Linked DNA regions of Sus scrofa: region 1 is linked to region 2. A link is a contact called in public HiChIP or PLAC-seq data. All regions are on one chromosome and are shown on one strand. The core of a region is the stretch at or near the end of the contact, and the rest is flanking DNA. Distances in the headings are between cores, read along the strand shown. Region 1 holds the start of LOC100738642 (torsin-1A-interacting protein 2). Region 2 holds the start of TOR3A (torsin-3A).

Region 1 (6,701 bases), core at 2,050-4,549, 650 kb after region 2:
GAGGATAGTGCTTAAAAACAAGGGCTCAGGTGCCCACTGCTACTGGGGTTTCACTAAGAGAACAAGCACCACTAATATTGTTTCCTTATGAAACTCATTACCTGGAAATCATTAGCATCCCCTGGGAGCTCATCAGAACCTCAAATTCTTGGGTCCCATCCTAGACTCACCAGACCAGAATCTTTGAGGGTCTGGTGCAGGAATCTTCGTTTTAACAAGTTCACCAGATAATTGTGACACCTGCTATAAGGTTAAAGAAGCACTGTTTCAATGAAGAAAAGCTGGTTTCCTGTCACTATATACCATACCATGTTTATCTCTAATTTTAAAAGGGTACATTTAGTCTTAATAAGTTGTCTCGGGTATAAATCGTATATATTTTTGTTTGTTTTAGGGCTGCACCCGTGGCATATGGAGGTTCTCAGGCTAGGGGTCAAATCGGAGCTGGAGCTGCCCGCCTACACCACAGCCACAGCAACACCAGATCTGAGACTTGTCTGCGACCTACACCACAGCTCAAGGCAATGCTGGATCCTTAACCCACTGAGCGAGGCCAGGAATCGAACCTGCGTCCTCATGGATGCTAGTCAGGTTCATTTCTGCTGAGCCACGATGGGAACTCCTAAATCATATTTTTACTGCCACAACTAATAAAACCATAAGTGAATGCTTCACCTGTTAAGGCACTAAACACATCCCTACCCTTGTTTTTCTGAAAAATTTGTTTTACATGTGGTGGTCATGGTAGTTATAAAGTGCAAATACTGTTTGTTACTCTTATACAAAGAAGTTGCACATCAGCCTCCAGGATCAACTCCTGCCTATATATGTGACCCAACATCCACACAGTGAATCTATAAATATGAGACCCTTGCAGCATTGTCCTCCAAAGTCAGACTGCCTAGGCCTGAATGAGAGCTCCAGCGCCTGACTTGGTGAACTCTCCCCCATTTCCCTGGTTTTCTTAACCACAAAATGGAATAACACTACCTAGATGAAAGCAGCATTATGAGGGTTAAAGAGAAAAATGTGCAGCCCTTAAAACTATGGGGACACAAAAGAAGTCTCAGGAAGAAGTGTTTATAATTATTTGAACTATTAAGTAAAAGTGCAACTAGACAGTTGTTTATTTTTTGGAGTGGGGAAAGCAAGAGGAAACTGGGCTAGAGGAAAGTCCCGTTGTTTCTTCAGTAGACGGATGAGAACAAAGGCAGAACCAGAAAGCTCTATTTATATAATTAAAGCTCTGAGAAATTTACAAACCAATGTTTAAATTTGCATTTTTTTCAAAAATTTTATTACATTTAGATTATATATACCCATGGTCAAGGGCTAAAGAGTACATAAAAGTCAAAATAATTTGATTTGTTGAGGTAATGGAATTACAGGTGAATTTTCTTTTTTTGTCTTTAGGGCCACACCTGCAGCATATGAAGGTTCCCAGGCTAGGGGTCAAATTGGAGCTGTAGCTGCTGGCTTACACCACCGCCACAGCAACACCAGATCCAAGCCATGTCTGCGGCCTACACAACAGCTCCCGGTAATGCCGGATCCTTAACTCACAGAGCGAGGCCAGGGATCAAACCTGTGTCCTCATGGATACCCGTCAGATTCGTCTCCACAGAGCCACGACAGGAACTCCTTTTCTTTCTATTTTGATTACCAAAACCATATGCCAATTCTTTAATATTAGTTAAGAGTTAAGCAGTCCAATTAATAACTGTTTCCACTTACTGAGTCCTTAAACTATCCCATTTAATTTTCTTTCTTGATTCATAAATATTTGATCTGCTGTGCAAAACTTATAATAAATGATAATCACTATACTGAATTCTCTCTTGGGGGACACAGTAGTAGCCATAAAATATAGACTATTACTGAAATTTTAACACAATTACAATTCTAAATACAAAGTTAAAAGCCTAGAGCAAACTGTGCTTTTCTGAGCAAACTTTCCTTGAGAAGTTCAAGTGACACTTCAGAGAAATTGGATTTCTGTTGCATACAGTTTACAATTGTTTCCTAGGCAAAAATAAATTACATACCAGACACTACACATTATTAAAATTCCCAATAATCCTCAAATAATTAGTTAAATTCTTAAGTTACTTTATGTGTGAATTATGGAGACTCTCGGGCTAGTATTATCTCTACGTTAGGAAGAAAAACAAGTGAAACAGAGCTTAAATGAGTCACGTATGGCTATGTGATAAACCAGCAGCAAAACTGGTAATCAAGTTGTGGACTCTGCATTCAGCATAATAAACATTACTGAGGGGAGGCTCTCAAAATTGTCACAGCAAATGTCAGTTTTTCCAACTGTTCTAGTCTACACAAAGGCCTTCAGGAACGTTTTTAGTTCCTCTACCACTAGTTCCTTTTGAAATTAAATTATTTTCCACTGGCCATTTATATACGAGCCCTGTGCTTGAAAAACAAAACTGATAAATATGGATAACAACCACAGCCCCGATTCTTAAAAAACAGATTAGGAAAGGATCCAAAACAAAATGGTTTATGTTGGATCTAGATCCAAAACAAAATGTTTTAAAACCGAAAGACAGGTAAAACTGAAACAAAATACGTTGAATCAGATTAAGATAACTCATTTCTGTATCTGTGTACGAAACAAGCATTACTGATTTAGTAGAGAGTACACTTTTTTGAAGGAGGGAAAAAGAAGAAAACTTTCTCACTAGGTATGATAATACAGTTGGGAATACCTATACGCTATGTAAGAAATTAGTAATTATAGAGTCTTACTTCAAACTTGGTCTTTTCAGTACCATTAAGGCTAAAAGGCGGGGCGGGAGGGTGGGCACTATCTTACAAGGATCAAGACGACGAATGGATGGGATCCTGTTAAGCACGGAAGAAAAGAGAGTAATCACCACCTGTACTGGTAGTTTGCCCGTTTACATTTGAACCTTACAGGAATTCTGCTTCTCATCGCAAAGTCCGAACCAAGCATTTATTCCCACCTTGCTCTATTTAATGTTTACACAATTCTGTTTCTCTTTTTCCACTCCAAAACAAAAATATACCTCCAACCTGCTCCGTTTAAGGGTTTTGCGGTAGGGAGGTGGGGGTGGGGAGGGATCGTTTCTGAAAGATATTTAAAAAGAAGATATCAGATCAAATATTAAAACATGGAAAAGTTGTATATACATTTTACTCACTTACAAATTCTAGCGGGGCTTTAAATCGTCGACTGTCAACGTCAGGAGAGCCCTTCGAGGGTCCTTTCTGCTCCCCAACGCCGGGCTGCACCCCTCCGACGCGGCAGAACAGAACGTCGTCCCCGTCCCAGCCCACGTGACGGCGACCTCCGAGGGGAGGGCAGGCGCCCGCGGAATGCTGGGACTGGTAGGCGCCGGCCCCTCCTCCCTGCAGTCGGCACCTCCCTCTCACTCCCCGGCGCCGGCCAGCGCCCGGGCACGAGGCTGCAGGCGCCGTGAGCGCGCACTCGCGCTGCTCTCTGACCCGGAGGCGAGCGTCTCTCTGCCAGACGTCGGATGACCCTAATTCTCCCTTAAAAAAACCCCGAAAGTTCATAGGCTCAAAGAACCAGTGGAAGCAACACAGTGAGGGGCACTACCCCATGATAATGGCAAGCACCAGTCCGACTTGACTTAGAACCTGGCCTCTACCATTACGAGGTGCTTGTCCTGATCTAAACCTCAGTTTGCTGGTGTCCAATGGGGCAAGGCTACATACCTCATCAGGTGGCTGTGAGTAAATGAGCTAAAGTGCGCAAGAGTGTCTGCTAAATGACTGTAGTAAATGATGAATAAAAGCCATTATCTGATCTATTAATCTTATGTGAAAATTGAGATGGCAATTTACCCAAGAACAACTAATTGGGCAAAGTCAAGTCTAAAATTCTAGTTCCTGACCTGCACCAATTCAAGACAGCATAGAAGAAATCTACATAAATCTCGACTTCCCCTCTGCTAATTTTTTTCCAAACACTTCTGACCAACGCACTATTTTACTTACTATAATTTTTATCTGACTCCCATAGAATATGAAATCCAAGGCAGGGAGGGTTGGTTTTAGGTCTATTTTTTACTGCTGTATCCCAGCACCTAGAACAGCTTTTGTCTGGTGCATAGCATAACCCCCAATATTAACTGGACTAATGCTTCTTCATGTAACTGATTTTTGGTGTCTTCACCTTGCAACCATCCTCTTTTGGCAGAAGACACAGGATTTGGGAACATCTTGGATGCTTTTTAATTGTTTGACTGCAATTTCTAATTCAACAAACAATAAGAGGAAGAATACTACATTCTAGTCACTTTATTGAGTTTTAATTTCTTAATTTCAGTATAATATCTCAAGCTAGATGTTTTCATTTGTATTAAGTCTTGAAAATATTTTTCTGTTGATGTGAGATGGGGAATAAATGCAGCTAACTCCTATGTCTTTAATTTACTTCCTCTAAATATTTTAATCTTTTCCTTATTAAAAATAACAATGTTACCTCTTTCTACCAAGATACAATCCCCAAAGTTATTTCCCTATTGACCAGAAATGTAGATATTATGCACAATGACTTGATAAATTCTTTCTCAGTAAATAACAGGATTTCTGGTTACCCTAAACTAAAAATTCATGTTCAAAAATTATCATTTAAAATAGCTCCTTTACTTAGAAATCCAGTGTCAAGAACATTAGATTTCTAGACCTAGGCCTAAGAGCAAGGTATTTCACTTAATGCCAGTCACTTAACCTGAATTTTACTATTTTGCATGTCTTCCCTAATACATGGCAAATTCTCTCAGGGTAAAGAAAACTCTCATTAATTTAATTCATATACTTATGAATACGTATTCATATATCCTAGTAGACGCTTAAATTAATGAGTACATTGTTCTAATCATTTCTTCTCTTGTTCTCTTTTGATTCACTAAATTCCTCCACATATCTCAAACTCCTAAAGTAACATCCAGAGCTCATGATTCCTTTTGGTATTGATGGCCAAGCAATTCCCTTATATTAGCTATGAATCTACTGTCTATGCAATGTCACCTCTTTTGGGCCACCCCTGTAGTCTGGAAAACATCTACAGCAGAACATCTGGTTTGACAAGAGTTTAGCTTTACCTCAGTTAGTGATGAAAGTTGGTATTTGTAAGATTACTAGGTGTGGAGGCACGTAGGGCAGAGCTAGAATTATGTATCCTTATTACCTAGACAAAAGAGGGAAAATCCTAAGCAAATATACTGTTAAGGTCCAAGTTTCTATATAGTCACCTGTCCTGGCAACTGTTTTAAAGAGGCTCTTAATATATGCATTCCTGATTAGTAATCCTATAAAGTTTTATACACTTTAATGACTTTATTACAGAACCTTTATCATATGAATGAGTAATTTAATAGGCACCTATAAACTATTGCCTAAAAAATAAAAGGCGGGTACTAACCAAGTGTGAACATTTCCCAGCATTTTGTTAGAAAAGATCTAAGTCCCACATATTTCCAAATAATATCTAATGCAGGTTGACGAGGAAGAAGATGCTTTTCACCAAAGATTTTTAAAAAGTGTCATTTCCCATGCTGCTACTCCTTCAGTTTCTTTGGCTGTATTGTATAAACAAGACTAAACTAAGTGCAGTTCCTAACAGGCAGAAACCTAAGCGATTCTGCCTGTAACACAGCACTAACATGGTTTCTGAACAGTGCTGCTGGAATAGAGTTTTTATCCGAAGCCAGGAATGTTCGCTGTGTGTGCATTTTACACACGGGAATCCACCCGAGTCAACCTGTAGATCCGATTTTGTACACTCAACTGTGACTTAAAAACCTAAAACCGGTTAACTGCCTTCACGAGGAGCTTGAAACTAATATTTTCTCCAAGCAGAGAGGAAACCTGCAAAAGTACCTTTCTTATCACCCCTGCTAGGGGCACATGGAAAGGTACGGCTAAGGCAGCAGTCGATCAAAAAGGCAGCGGGGAAAGTGCGCAACAGCCTGGGCTCAAGGACCGAAACTCCCCCTCGAGCCCGTCTCGCCCCGCCTTCCCCAGGGACTCGGTATGGGGGCCGGGCCGGCCCGGGCGTCTCCTGCGTGCGGGCAACAAATAGTCGCCACGAGCAGCTGGGCAGAGGACTGGCTACTTGCCCAGCCAGTTGTCCCTTCTCCGTCGTCCCCCACCCCTCCTCCTCCCCGAAGGCTGAGAACAGCGACGTCCTCCTCCCTCTTCTCCTCCTCTTTGGTGCCTTCAGCCAAGAGGCGGGAGTGACCCGCGGCAGCTGACCCAGCACCGGCACTGCCTGTCCCACAGCCCTCAGAACACACCATGGGCCCAGAGGCAGGTTTGCAGCACAGCAGCGACGACGCCAGCGGCAGCCCGGGCGACTCTCAACTGCCTCCCTGACCGCCGACACCACCGCCCACTACCCCGAAAAGCCATCGCCCGCAAAGGGAGAAGAATCTACAGGCTCCCCCGAAATCATCTTAGCGATCGACTCAAGCTACGTCAACAACTATGGCGAGCGAGGAGCGGCGGGCGGAGCCGGTGAGGGAAGGATGGGGGGTGTACGTCACGCCCAGGGCCCGCTGAGGGAAGGAAGGTCCCGGCTCGCCCCTCAAAATGGCGGCGGCAGTGATGCGCCTGCGTACGGAACTCCTACGCCGCCGCGCCACAGCCGGCGGGAAGTGAGGTTCTCAGAAGAGCCGCCCGAAGTGTACGGCGAC
Region 2 (6,552 bases), core at 962-3,461:
CGTTACAACCAGGAGCCTCCAAGTGCTGAGAACTGAAATATTAGCAATTTCTTGAAAATAGAGGCTTATCTAAAAACTGGTATTTGTGTTCACTGTTTCTTTGTGGCCCGACTCTGGTGAAAAAAATGTTTATTAGGAAAAATATGTCTTGAGATCAAATCATTTGTCCAAGAACTTCCAAGCTACCTGCTTTATGTACTATGAAATGTTAAATCCAAATCAAAACATCTCAAATATTAGCAGTTAGCCCTACATAAAAGTTACAAGTATATAATTATTTCCACAGTCTTAAAACTTGGATTTTCCTAAAGAAACTAGTGTAAAGACTAGTTGTTTTATCACCATAAGTTAATTCACCGGTACAGTCCACTAGTGTAAATAAAGTCTTCCAAAGCCTCCTGTATAAACCATCCAGAGTCTCCTCCAGGGTGGGGCATATACACTAATAAAGGTTAACCCTTACAGCACCCCTATGAAGTGACTTTTATCTCCATTTTATAGGTGGAGAAACGGAGGCAAATGACAGTTACTTAACACCCAAGGCGACACATAAAAAGTAGTAGGGGCCATTCGGTTACTCACTATACTAGACTGCCATTCATGCTCAAACAACATTTACTGAATGAGTTAATAGTTTCAATTTCCAAATAAGCGTAATTGTGTGTTCCTTGTTAACTGTCCTTTGAAGGGTTTCATGAGTGTCATTGCATATAACACAGCACTGGTGTGGTGGCCTCTGCTCTATGGAAGGTTTGGGTTCAATTCGGCCATTATTCGGAACGGCTAAGACACGATATAAGGTTACTTTTCTTTTTTTTTTTTTTGTCTTTTGTTGTTGTTGTTGTTGCTATTTCTTGGGCCGCTCCCGTGGCATATGGAGGTTCCCAGGCTAGGGGTTGAATCAGAGCTGTAGCCACCGGCCTACGCCAGAGCCACAGCAATGCAGGATCCGAGCCGCGTCTGCAACCTACACCACAGCTCACGGCAACGCCGGATCGTTAACCCACTGAGCAAGGGCAGGAATCGAACCCGCAACCTCATGGTTCCTAGTCGGATTCGTTAACCACTGCACCACGACGGGAACTCCTAATGTTACTTTTCAATTTAACTGTCGGTATTCTCACACAGGTGCTTATCTGCTCTCTATAGCTGTTTGAATGCAAGGCAGGAGCACATTTGGTGAGCTCTTGAGGATGGAGCAGACCTGGCCGGCACTGAGTGTAATCTAAGAGACTGGAGGAGTTCCCATCGTGGCTCAGTGGTTAACGAACCAGACTAGGAATCATGAGGTTGCGGGTTCCTGGCCTCACTCAGTGGGTGAAGGATCTGGCGTTGCGTGAGCTGTGGTGTAGGTCGCAGATGCGGCTCAGATCCTGCGTTGCTGTGGCTCTGGCATAGGCCAGTGGCTACAGCTCCGATTAGACCCCTAGCCTGGGAATCTCCATGTACCACAGGTGCGGCCCTAGAAAAGACAAAAAAAAAAAAAAAAAAAAAAAATACTGGAATGAACATACAAATCAATTTGGCTGTGACATTTGTGAGATGTGATGTGGTGCTAGGAGAGCCCAGCCTCAAGGCCACTGAACCTATGAAATTAGTCAAGTCTCAGGATTTCTAGACAGAAGTTTCTTCCTAGGACAAGGTGGTGCTTAGGCCAGTGGCTTCAGGTGATCTTGAAAAATGCATTAAGCTCTTCAGAAATCTCGCAATCTCCTTACATGTTATGGAGAAGGGAGTCCCTGGAAAAAGGCCCTCAGGTCTTGCCAGTGGTATCTGAGAAGGTGCTCACCCTCATAAGCACTTCAACGCTGCAAACTTAGCCAAGGAAGTGCACCCAGTACTCAGCTAACTTGTTTTTAAAGGGCTATGGTTACACTGACATGAAACCTTGGGAGTTTCCCATGATTCTGGGCGTTTCTAAAACCCAAATACCTCCAGACTGCAGCCCACCAGCTTCCTCTTGCTTTTGGTAGACTCCCAGCTGTAGCAGAAACCCGCTGATCATTTGCTTCTCTCATTTCCCTTTGTAGAGGAGCCAGGCCCAGGGCCGACTTCCCCAGCAACTCAAGCTCCAGGGTGAGATGGTTGCCTAGTTTCTACTAACAGGTTGACCGGAAGATGATCTGCGGCCAAGGAAACAAGGCAAAATGGGTGCCCTAATTTGGTGGGCTTCAGATGGGCCACCAGAGACCCCGAAACCAACGGGTGATTGACAGTGGCCATCTCAAGGCCTGACTTCGACTTCTTCGCAACCACAGTCGTCCAGATAGACTGCTGCCTGGCAGCGAGACCCCGCTGGGTGGCGGAACCCACAGTCGGCCTCTGGATGCCCTCCCGGGCTCCAGTCGGTTTCGGTTCCCGGCGGACGCCAGGTTCGCCCTGGGTCACGTGGGGGCGAGTTCAGCTGCCTGCGGTTCCCAGGGCAACGCCAATCCCCAGCCAATCAGGGCCTCGGAAGTGCCGGCGCCCGCCCGCCAGCCCGGGGCTCCAAAGGGCCGAGAGGGCCGGGCGGCGGAGGGGAGCGGTAGCAGGGCTGGCCATGCTTTGCGGCCGGCGGCATCCGTTCTGCCTCTGGCTCTGGCTCCTGCTGCTTCTACTGCTGCCGCCGCCCCCGGGCGCGCGGGGACACGGCGACCACGCGAGGTCGAGGGACGAGGCGGCAGAGGCGGACTCGGGTCGGGCCTGGAAGGCCTTCCAGCGCTTGCGGGAGCATCTGAGGGCGGCCGGCGCCCTCTCCAGACGCTACTGGGCCCTCTTCAGCTGCCGCCTGTGGCCCGAGGCCTGTGGGAAGGATGAGGAAGCGCCCGCGCGGCCCCTGGGTAAGACTCGCTGGCTCAGGAAGGCGGGGGCGCGCGGGCAGAAGCGCGGGGCACAGTGCTTCGGGGTGCAGTTCGGAGCCTCGCGCCGGCCCTAGGACGCAGGCCGGCGCCTTAGCCTGCGGCGCTGCTGTTCCGGCCAGACTGAGGGCCCGGCAGCATCATTCCAAATTGCTGCTCTTGCCCACCTTCTCCATGGCTTTAAGGAAAGTTCCTGGTTGGAGACACCCTTCAAGTACCTCCCCCTCCTCCTCCTCTGCTGCTTATGGAGCCGGGGCCTGGGTTATGAGTCCGCCGCACCGAGTTCTGATTTCTGTCTCTGACAAATGGTGTGGCAGTGTTGTCACATCACTGTCGTGGACTCGGTGATCTCTGAGGCGCCTTTGCAATCGATGTCGTTAATTCTAGGTCCTGGAATAGGAATGCTGTAATGGTCCCCCTGCTAGAAATATCTTTCATTTAAATTCAAAGCCTTCTAAATTCCAAGTGAATGGTTTTTGTATAGTCTTTTGTTTTAGTCTTTGTGTTTGGTTTTTGTTACTGATGGGTATATTCAAACTGACATTTGATAAAAGTATTGAGACACTTGGGGTTGGCCATAATCAGATGATTCTGGAATCCAAAGCAAGTAGGAAGAAGGATAATCACCAGTTACTGTCTGTCTCCCTGCCGGACCAGCAGGGCCTGGGTTTCTTACATTCTGGACAAAGTGCTTAAGGCTGATTTGTTGGGTAAATTGAGCTTTTGCTGCAGCTAGAGCTGCATCTGTAGTGTAGCAAGGCCATCCACCCACTTCCTCAGAGCTGGAGGCGCCCAGTCTTGCACCCTCCCTGCTGAGGCACTGCTCAGGAGAACAGAAGAGCCTGGTTGGTGGTAGGGAGGCAGTGTTCCCTCTCCTCAACTCTGGGCACCGCCCCTGTCTCACAGCTCCTCCTTTTCCAGGCTGGAGTCTTCCCCTGCTGGGCCAGCAGTACCTGGATATCCTGACCACGTGGTACTGCAGCTTCCAGGACTGCTGTGACAGTGGGGACTGTAGGATCATCAACAACTTCACAGGTAGGACCTTACAGCCCTAAGGGCCAGGAATCTTCAGGGAGGGGAAGCAATTCAGGGAAATGTCAGGGTGAAGGGCGCCCACCTCTTTCTGCCCACAGCTGGCAGCCTCCCTGTCTCCACCATGGCTCCCAGAGGCCATGATCCAAACCCTGCAACCTCACAGCTGAGAGGAAGGAAGGCCTAGCAGAGGGCTTTGTACACACTAGCTGCCTTCAGCAGGTGTTTGCTGGATTGAATTGAAATGGTAAAATGAGGGAGTTACCGTTGTGGCGCAGCGGAAACGAATCCTACTGTGAACCATGAGGTTGCGGATTCGATCCCTTGTCTTGCTCAGTGAGTTAAGGATCAAGCATCGCATGAGCTGTGGTGTAGGTCTCAGATGCAACTCAGATCTGGTGTGGCTGTGACTGTGGCGTAGGTTGGCAGCTACACCTCCAATTAGACCCCTAGCCTGAGAACCTCCATATGCCGCAGGTGTGGCCCTCAGAAAAACAAAAGACCAAAAGAAAAAGAAAATTATAAAATGAGGAGTTCCCGTCGTGGCTCAGCAGTTAACGAATCTGATTAGGAACCATGAGGTTGCGGGTTCAATCCCTGGCCTTGCTCAGTGGGTTAAGGATCTGGCATTGCCCTGAGCTATGGTGTAGGTCGCAGACGTGGCTCAATCCCACGTTGCTGTGGTGCTGGCATAGGCCAGTGGCTACAGCTCGGATCGGACCCCTAGCCTGGGAACCTCCATATGCCGCAGGTGCGGCCCTAAAAAGACAAAAAGGGGCGGAGCAGTGATTCCATTCTCTCCCTTATGTCAGTCTTGATTTCTCAAACTCTTTAGCAAATAGCCCTGAATCTCTTCCATTGCAAGGTCTGCCTGGTGGCTTCTTGTATGGAGGCCACCAAACAGGATGGCTTTCACCTCAGAGATAGATGTTCACTGCTCCGTCTCTTGGCCATCGCGGAGCCTGGAGGGGACAGTGCCTGTGGGCCCTTCTCACAATGGCCTCGTTCCCACCCCTAGGCCTAGAGGCCGACCTGCGCGTGCGACTGCACGGTCAGCACCTGGCCCGGGAGCTGGTCTTGGCGGCAGTAAGGGGCTACCTAGAGCTGCCCCAGCCAGACAAGGCCCTGGCTCTGTCGTTCCATGGCTCGTCTGGCACAGGCAAGAACTTCATGGCTCGGCTGCTGGCGGAGAACCTGTTCCGGGATGGGCTGAGGAGCAACTGCGTCCAGGTGTTCATAGCCACGCTGCACTTCCCTCACCCCAAGTATGTGGACCAGTACAAGGTGAGGCCGGCTGCCTGGGCTGGGCCTCACACAGGCTTGTGCAGCCCCGGGCCCAGGCCTCTGGGCAGGAAGGCGGCCCAGGCCAGCCGTGGGTGTGGGGAGGAGGAGGGACCTGTAACCCGCAGAGGCATCCGCGACACCCAGATGAGGCCATGGACGTGTGGAGGAAAGCACAGGTCCCAAACTGCCGGGCTGTGTCCTTGCCGGCTGCACAGGGGGGGCCAGACACAAGCTGGACCAGAGGATCCGTGTGTTCATTTTTCTTTTTTTTTTAATCTATATATAATGATTCTTATTTTTTTCCATTATAGCTGGTTTACAGTGTTCTGTCAATTCTCTGCCGTACAGCAGGTGACCCAGTCACACATACATGTATAGATTCTTTTTTCTCCCATTATCCGGCTCCGTCATAGGGGACTAGACATAGTTCCCAGGATCTCATTGCTAATCTGTTCCAAAGGCAATAGTCTGCATCCATCAACCCCAGATTCCCAGTCCACGCTCTTCTGGGTTTCGTTCAATCAGACATGTAGCCAGACGATGACCAAGCCCCACTGCAGCATGACAGAGGTGACAGAGTCTGTCTTTGGCCTTCCGCTCCAATATTTGGAGTGTGTTAACTTGGGAAGATTATGTAAGCCTTTGAGGGCAGACTGCCCGAGTCACCTGGCAGTTCTGGTGTGGCCTTGGAGGTCAGGGGCAGCCAAATGCTCCTAAGGGCAGGCAGCTGGTCAGACAGGCCTCCTCCGAGAGAACAGCCTGGCTTTGCAGTAAAGCTGCTGTGAAGCTCAGCTTCCCCACTCGGAAGACCGACATGTACACACTCTCCCACCCTCCGCACATCCTCTCACACACACTCAGGGGGCAGGGGCTGAGGTCAGAATCCAGGTGGCAGGAGCTGGCTCTGATCTCTGGGGGAACCCTGCCAAGCAGCCTCTTTTCAGTCGAGGGCTTACTGTCCTGCCTGGGATGGGGAACTCCAGTTTGGCATTAGCTGGGTCCCAGACAAGTCCTCCCCAGCCTAGCCTGGCGCCCATGGGTGTTCTCCTCCTGGGAATTCAAGACGGGACTGGCCGCCTCCGGGCACTCCGGCCTGTCTCTGCTTGTCACCCCGTGTGAGAGCCTGACTCTTGCCCCTGGGGAGGGTGAATGAGCTGTCCGTTCTAGGGTGGAACCGCATCCAGAAAGGGAGGGAGCAGGTGTGGCCATTTCCCAAGGGCAGCCAGGCCCGCTCCCTCTCCCCAGGCTGGCTCCACCTGGTTGGCTTTCAAACCTTAAGGTGCTGGAGAATCACCTGGGAAGCTCGGGAAGGCAGATGCCCTCGCTCCACCCCCAGGGGTTGGATCTGGCAGTTCTAGGGCGGAACCCAGCCCCAAGTGATCCACTGCAGAGGCTCTGG

What was found. HiChIP or PLAC-seq counts read pairs in DNA pulled down with a chosen protein or histone mark.
Region 1: a contact with region 2 is called in an H3K27ac HiChIP or PLAC-seq map of skeletal muscle, with 3 times the contacts expected there. The contact joins the promoter of LOC100738642 here to the promoter of TOR3A in region 2. A contact is called at or near these places in 2 of 5 promoter capture datasets (fetal skeletal muscle and liver), 3 of 47 Hi-C or Micro-C datasets (heart right ventricle, liver and skeletal muscle) and 2 of 2 datasets of contacts at active chromatin or transcription factors (alveolar macrophages and skeletal muscle).

The regions. Positions count from the first base shown.
Region 1 is chr9:121,509,480-121,516,180 of Sscrofa11.1, forward strand. LOC100738642 (torsin-1A-interacting protein 2) reads right to left here and starts at 3,300. Exons shown (of 2, transcript XM_005656744.3): 1 at 3,184-3,300. TOR1AIP1 (torsin-1A-interacting protein 1) reads left to right here and starts at 6,212. Exons shown (of 11, transcript XM_021063744.1): 1 at 6,212-6,556; 2 at 6,559-6,701. The coding sequence starts at 6,493. It also overlaps a transcript of TOR1AIP2 not described here.
Region 2 is chr9:120,857,623-120,864,174 of Sscrofa11.1, forward strand. TOR3A (torsin-3A) reads left to right here and starts at 2,212. Exons shown (of 6, transcript XM_003130340.5): 1 at 2,212-2,819; 2 at 3,759-3,872; 3 at 4,888-5,153. The coding sequence starts at 2,327.